Regions from separate parts of the Drosophila melanogaster genome. Here region 2 is linked to region 1. A link is a contact called in public HiChIP or PLAC-seq data. All regions are on one chromosome and are shown on one strand. Each heading gives the region's core, a stretch centred on a gene start, on an enhancer-like site or on the middle of the called end of the contact. The rest is flanking DNA. Distances are from core to core; before and after follow the strand shown.

Region 1 (3,321 bases), core at 441-2,940:
CACGCCGAATTTATGACTGTCCATCAGCGCCAGCATCGATGCAAGCACTTTGCAGTCCATCCATCTTTCGCTAAAATCGAACAGTATTCGAGGGTCTTTACACGCGGAACAGCTGAGTGTTGGATTGTTTGAGTTTTTTTATTTGTGCTTTTTTTTCTGTTATTCCGGTGTATCCGCGGATACGTGCTCGAAGCGCCAATGTCTCACTTTGACTGCTCGGGCATAATTCAAATTTCTGAGCATCAATAAAAAACACAGATACGCCAGCGCTCTGGCTCACTCATACTGCTCCATTTCCCCCGTCCAATTGTATCTGCGAGTACGAGCAAGTAAGGCTATATGGCTATACAGCTACATATCGTCGTCCAAGTGCAGTGTTCATTATTCGAAAAGTGTGCGAGAGAGACAACGGGCATTGCGCCGCTCCGCCATCTCGCTCGCTCTCAGGCATGTGCTGAAACTACCTTTGCGGACGCGAAGAACGTTTCGAATCAACCGCCAAACCAGAAATTCGTTCCCACAAATTGTATCTCACGGATACGAATACGACACATCGGTGTGTGTGTGTGTGAGTTCGAAAGAGCGGTAGTTCGAAAAGCACCGCTCTCGCGTGTTTCGAACAAGTTCTTATTGAGAGAGATCGTTACTCGGTAGTTCGAAAATCATGTTTCGAACTGCGACTAAAGTCTTATTGTTCTCACCGACACTGTCCGTGTGAGATCGATTTCGGGGGACCAAATCATAAACATTCGAACTCCGTACTTTGGGCTAGTTGGGATAAAATCAAGACTCTGGGACTCATTTTGGGAGTTTGGAGAAGTAAAATCTGTCTCTGAAGATTTAATATATATTTTTAATGTTGTTCATATATTTTTTTTTAGTTAAGTGTGCAGTTAGTTTATATAACATTTGGAGGTATTGCAAAGAAGTAAAGTAATTGGATTTCTGAACTTGCTAAAATAATATATATTTATAAAAAATATATATATATATATTATATTGATTTTTTACAATTGACACCTTTTTTGTATTCTACAATATTTATTGTTTGTTAAATTGACTCTAAAATATTCAATCCTCCACACCACAGTGCAGTTTTAATTCAGAATGATTTGAGTGGAAAAGTTTAGAAAGGTTAAAAGGAACCATTTAACGATATATCGATGGTTTCATTTAAACCTTTAAGGGCAAAACTTTCTTAAATTTTCTTCTTACATTCAGAGTTTAGTTTTTCTACGTTTGTTATTTTCTTACCTTTATGTGGACGATTTGGGGAAATCCAATCAGACGCTACGAACAAGTCGTTGTAATTCAATTAGTTTTCTTAGCCAGCACTTCACTGTATACTTTTTATTTTCGTATTAATTGTATTTGCCTTTTGCACTGCACTTTGCTATCTTAGTTATTTGCGAAGATGAGCAGTTTGAGAAATTATTTGAGGTGGGTAGGTAATTCCGCTCCTATGTAAAGGAGTTAGTCGGTAAAGTATCCGCTATGGGGAGACCATGGCACCTTGCCGTCGCCAAAGAGCTTTCCATGGAATCGCAAGACTGGCTTTCAAGCGGAAACTTCGCGGATTGCTACGCGTACGAATACGAGAACGTGTATCTGTATCTTTTTATGTTTGCAGAAGACCGAGCGCGCTGCTTGGCGACTGAAGTGCGCCACGTTCAATTCACGTTTGAGCCATAAAAACCGACAAAACGACCCTCTCGTGCGTTGCCTTGTGTGCGTTTCGAACACTGTAAATCATTTGAGGACCCGGCCAACGAGTGCGAGAGAGAGGACGGACAGTGCGCATTTTCGAAAATCCTGCTGTCCCACTTGCACCCACGGCAGACTCCGCCCCCAGTCTTGATTTATGCGACGAGGGTGCCACGGCAACCGGCCTATGGCGCTCCAGCTTTTCCCTCGATTTGGGGAAAAGCGCGCTCTCGAGAAAAGCGAGAAATACGAGAAAAGCGAGAAAAAACAGGTAGTTGGCAGCCACTCCAGGACACATCTGCCCCCGGTTCACGCTCCAGATTAGGCCGAAATCATCCTAGATTAGGCGTCTCCCCCACTTTATTTGTATTCAATCGTGGCACTGTTCCGCTAAATCACCGCCACATTATTATTTCGCATTATTATTTTATAAACGTTCCGCTCCGCGTTCATTTCCATTTTTATTGGCCTGGCAAAATGCAAAGTCTCCTGCTGAAGCTTAAGTTATTCCTCCTTTAAAACGAGCTCGTTGGCAGTTGTCTCTGAATTTAAATTTATCGGTCTGTTTCGGGGCTGCGGATCGGGTTCTCTTTGGGCCGTAGCCAAGTTCAAGTTCTCATGATTCATTCAGCATCGGGGCTTAACGATTTTGATTTGTTTGGCTAAATGCCTTAATTAAAAGTCGATTTCATATTTGCTACCAACAATCCAGCATCGCATTCAGAGCTGAACACACATATGGTTTGATTTTGGCGTCATTTGAATTTGAATTCAATTGATTAGTTTGTCTCGGAGATTTAAATGTTGATTAGCTATTTTTTATCATAAAAATGAGTTGCTGGTTAAGACACACCCAAAATCGATTTTGAATGAGATTATTTTTTTTATTTTTATTTTTGGAATCTAACGTTTATGTTGCGAAACCACAAACATATACCAAATACAGATAAATGGCATAGGTCATTCGTAATATATTGCAAAAGCAAAAGTTTGTTTTAATAAGTATTTATAGTGAGTGTCTTAAAAATTATCTTATTTAAAAACGTATAAACTTAATACGTTTATTTGATACGAACTTGTAATAAAAGTGTTTTTTTAAGTGGTACTGAACGGTTACTTTCGAAACCCGAAACGCGAAATCAGCAATTCTTTCGAAAATATGTTTATTAAAATATAAATAAATTTTGTAAGTACGTATTTCGGAATTTATAGCTTAAGTTTATGTACCAATTCGATTTGTTCTTCTTATAGAAGTCGTATTTTTTGCCATATGTTTTCCGCTGTGTTTTTGAAACACACATGTCAGCTCTTTATGGTTGGCCCGCATCATCCACAAACCATATAAAAGTATAGAAAAAAACAAATGATGGAAAATAAATGAAAAACTAAAAAAAAAAAATCATAAGAGAGACGCCTGCGTGTACTTCTGTAATTGGAGTTGATGTTGGCGATGCCAGCGGGCAGCCAGCGCCAGACTCTCGTATCCCAATCCATAGCATAGCATAGCATCCTCTCGGATCCCATTCCATTCTAGATCCATGGAGGGTCCCCAGCAGCATCCAACATGTTGCAGGCGATTTTTCATCATCGCTTGCATGTTGCCTCCGATTGTAAATG
Region 2 (3,783 bases), core at 355-2,854, 62 kb after region 1:
TTGCCATGTTAAACAGAAATTTATGCTCAATATTTAGCCCCCTAAGAACCCTGCAGTCGCCCTTATTTGCAGAAAGTTCACAAAGTCAAGCCAAGATGACATTCTGCAATGTGCCTCCGAAAACTTTTGTAATCCTCAAACCAAGGATCTTCCACTGGCATGCGATTGCCCCCGTTTTCCCCGCGCTTGACAAGCTGACAACATTCATTGAATTTATGAATATGAAATCAATTGTGTTATCCCCTTCTGACCTGACATCCTTCCGGTCAAAGTGATTTAATTTCCTGGCTCATTATCACGAGTCTCTGACCTCATAAATCACAAAATTGCCCGCTCCAGCTTCAGTTGGACGATAATCCAGACAGAAAGAGGGAGACAGAGACACACGTTCCCTGCCAAGCCATGCATATTCACATGTTTATCCCGCTCGCTCCGAGTTGAGTCTGTGGTGATGGTGACAACCCTGCCGAAAATCCACAGCTAACTAACGGTAACTTGCTGTCGGAAATGAAACTTCCCCGACTTGTACAAAGCACGAAGGGCCAAACAATAAAAAAGGGCATAATAAAATAAGCGGAATGGTAAACTTTAAAGTATTTCAACCGTGTACCACCCCCACCCCTCTCGCTTACTCTCTTTGCATTGTGTTCGTCCTGCATTCTCTGCGCTTCCTGGCTCTCCCCTACCCGCCACTTTCCTGGCATTTCCCTTTTGTTAACGAAATAATTTTCTTGCCTCCGTCGCTGCCAAAGCCAAAAGCTTCCCTTTCAATTACACATTTCCCAATGATGGCGATTGAGCGGGAGTCGGAGTCTCGGGATGGGCAAAATGGCGCGAAAGGACAATGGCAGCGGCGGAAGGAAGCGTGCGTTCGTGGTTGTGTGTTGAGTGCTCTCATTGTGAACGTGTGTTTGCTTGTGTGTATGTTCGTCGAGGGCCAAACGGATGCTGGCAAATCGCTGGACTCTGCCCCGATCTCTGCCTATATCAGACATGTGGGTGGATAAGCGGTGGGGCGAGGGGCAGAAACAGTGGCCAGAGCCTTGTGGTAGGCAAAGAAACCCACTCAAGCACAAGCGAGATGATAATAATGTCTGATGTGTGTTTTGTCTGTTCTTCCTGTTTTTGCCGCTGCTGCAGCTGCGGGGGAGTGGGCAGGAGTCACATGCCTGCTCGGTGTATGATTTATGTTCGTCTGATGTGATTTATTCAAGCGAAGAAATTGCTCAAATTTGATTTGGCGTAACTGATTTTGCTACACTTTAATTGAAAGCGTAAAGCTTAAGTTGAAGTTTCCCACAAAGTTCCTATCTTCGAAATTAAACATTTATGAAATGCTCCCCGAAATTGTAACCAGTTTTTCCTAGGTGCAGCAAGATTAACAATGAATAGTGGGAAAAATGTGAATCAAAAAAAGGATCACCTATTTAACTGGACATTTTATGGAATAATTAAAGTCAGCTCCAGCGCCACCTAACGTTAATTCCAAAAACTAACGTTTTTACATGCCAATTGTCAAAGCTTCGTCAGATTTGACAGCCTGAAAGTATGCCACGTACATTATAGGTCTGGCAGCGCCATCTAGCAGAATGTCAGCGAACTGTCAGTACTCAAATAATTTAAGCTGACAGCTGGTACAGTGGATCCCAAGGATAAAACTACATATATGTACATTAAGGTAAGCTAATTGGAATTATTTAGTGATATTACAGGAGTGCACACCGAAAACGTAAGGTACTTGTTTTATACTTATGTAATTTTAAAATAAAAATATGATCGACCACAAATTATTTGTACGTATGTACAAATATTTTCACTATGCTCAAAATTTAACAACAATTTCTTAACAATCAAATAAAAACTTTCCTATTTTGTTGATATATTAAAAAAACACACAATGTTATATTAATATTAATTAATTTATATTAATTAATATATTAATTCATTCAATTTAGTATTAAATCATTGAGTCACTACAAGGTATTTTCAAATGCATTCGTCCCACAGTGCAATGCCATTGCTTGTGCACTCAGGTTGAGCCGAGACAGGAACCATAGTTTTAAGCCCAGCCCACTTAGCCTCGCACACACTCGCAGTGGACAAAACACACACACATGCACAAAGTGCGCATGCCATATGGGCAGTCCCGTTACCAGTTTTAAGCCACACACCTCGACAGCTGATTGCTCAACCGAAATCGGGTCAAAAGTAGATCCGTCGGCAAAACAGAGGACCAGTGGACGGGTTATCCATCACTCACTGTGGAGATTTTACCCAGAATTTGGTTAATGAGCACATCAACACTTTCCCATCCCGCTCATCCACTCCCACGCATGCGCCGTCCCTGTCTAACCAATGTGTCCGGATCCGAGGAAAACACAAATGAAATGAACGAAATGAATGACTTCTTTCTTCGGCCATCAACTTCAGCCTCAGCCATTTTGATTTGCGACTGCCATCGAAATTGAGACAGTTTTGCCGTCGCACAGTTCTATTTAAGGGGATGAATACTCGAAATATTTTCAATGAATGCTTTTATAATAACTCTATGGTAATTAGACAACATTAAAAAAATGCGATCAAAACCTATTGGATTTTTGGTGAAAACACTTTGAAAGATTCGAAAAATATTAAATAAGGATTGAAACGTAAAGTTTTTGCTTTATAATATGCTCTACACTAAACTACAATTTTTAGGTCGTACTAAGCAAAGGACTTTAAATTCAACCCGCCTGGAGCTAAAATCGGCTTCTTTCCATACTTTTTCTGCCATTATTTTTTGTGCATTTCCAGCCGTTAGACGAAGGCGTCGCCCGTCAACTGTCATGTCATGTTCTCGTTCTGGTTGTTCCTGTTGCCACCGCTGCTTGGGTTGCCATTGTTGTCGGCATCATTTGAAGAAGGGCGTCCAAGAGGAAGCGGCAACGGTAAACCTATAGCAGTTAGTGCGTCTCATCTTCAGGTGGCAAAGGGGGAGGTGTTGTGTGCCGGGTGGATGTCTCTCAATTAAGCCAAGTGGAGAGAAGCGTTCTGCTCGGCTGCACCGACCTCTGCCGGCGGCTTGAGTTGCTGTTTTGCATTTTATTTAAATAATAATTGGCTTGACTAAGTTTTCGCAGCGGCAGGAATGTGGAGAGAGGGAAGTTGTTGAGACCTGGAAACTTGGGAGGTGGAACGCATAGCAGTGGCCTTAAGAAGAATACTCGCTCCACTAGGGAGAATCACACAAGAAACACTTTGAGATGAGGAAAATTAATTAGAAGCGCTCTTACAAAAATTACTTTTGAATATATCAAAGACACTATCAAATTTATTAATGGAATTTATTTCATATAGAAACATTTCTTTTTTTTACAAATGACCTTGAAACCAAGCGTACTCAATCCGTGTCTCGCATAGAATATATTTCAATGTAATCACCTGTAGAAGAAGACCGCAAAGCACGTGCTCTTCTTTAAGGGGCCGAAAAATGCCAGAAGAGTTTATTGTCCCATCAACTAAAAGAGCAAATAAAATTTTATTACCACTATAAATTTCAGGCACTTGAAGCAGCGCACCAAAAACAGAGGCAAACGCAAGCCAACAACAACAGAGAAAAAAGCATGAAAAACCCTACAAAAATTTTTCAGAGGCGTATGCCCAAAATTGTTAAGGGGCGTAATTAACAAAAGTGTTGACCATAAATTTTAGTATTCGAGCTACACTTTAAAGTGCTGTAAACCATTGCCTTTTTTGTTTACCTTAAATCTAAAGCTAGAGAGGTAACTTTAGAAGTATTTCAAC

Evidence for each region. HiChIP or PLAC-seq counts read pairs in DNA pulled down with a chosen protein or histone mark.
Region 2: a CP190 HiChIP or PLAC-seq map of the Kc167 cell line shows a contact between it and region 1, with 2.6 times the contacts expected there. The contact joins the enhancer-like site here to the promoter of Scr in region 1. A contact is called at or near these places in 21 of 107 Hi-C or Micro-C datasets (the Clone 8 cell line, the Kc167 cell line, the ML-DmBG3-c2 cell line and 10 more) and 1 of 6 datasets of contacts at active chromatin or transcription factors (the Kc167 cell line).

Annotation. Positions count from the first base shown.
Region 1 is chr3R:6,848,291-6,851,611 of dm6, forward strand. It overlaps Scr (Sex combs reduced), which reads right to left and starts at 1,691. Exons shown (of 3, transcript NM_206443.3): 1 at 1,255-1,691.
Region 2 is chr3R:6,910,822-6,914,604 of dm6, forward strand. All of the region lies in intron 2 of Antp (Antennapedia), which reads right to left. All of the region lies in intron 1 of CG46458, which reads right to left. Among named protein-coding and RNA genes, the nearest start is that of lncRNA:CR43252, 8.0 kb to the left of the region's middle. Within about 2 kb of position 1,605, at least 36 of the 39 cell types and tissues checked have an H3K27ac peak or open chromatin away from gene starts, as enhancers often do. A contact at or near this core is called in the Kc167 cell line, the OSC cell line, the S2 cell line and 6 more, where this site is marked.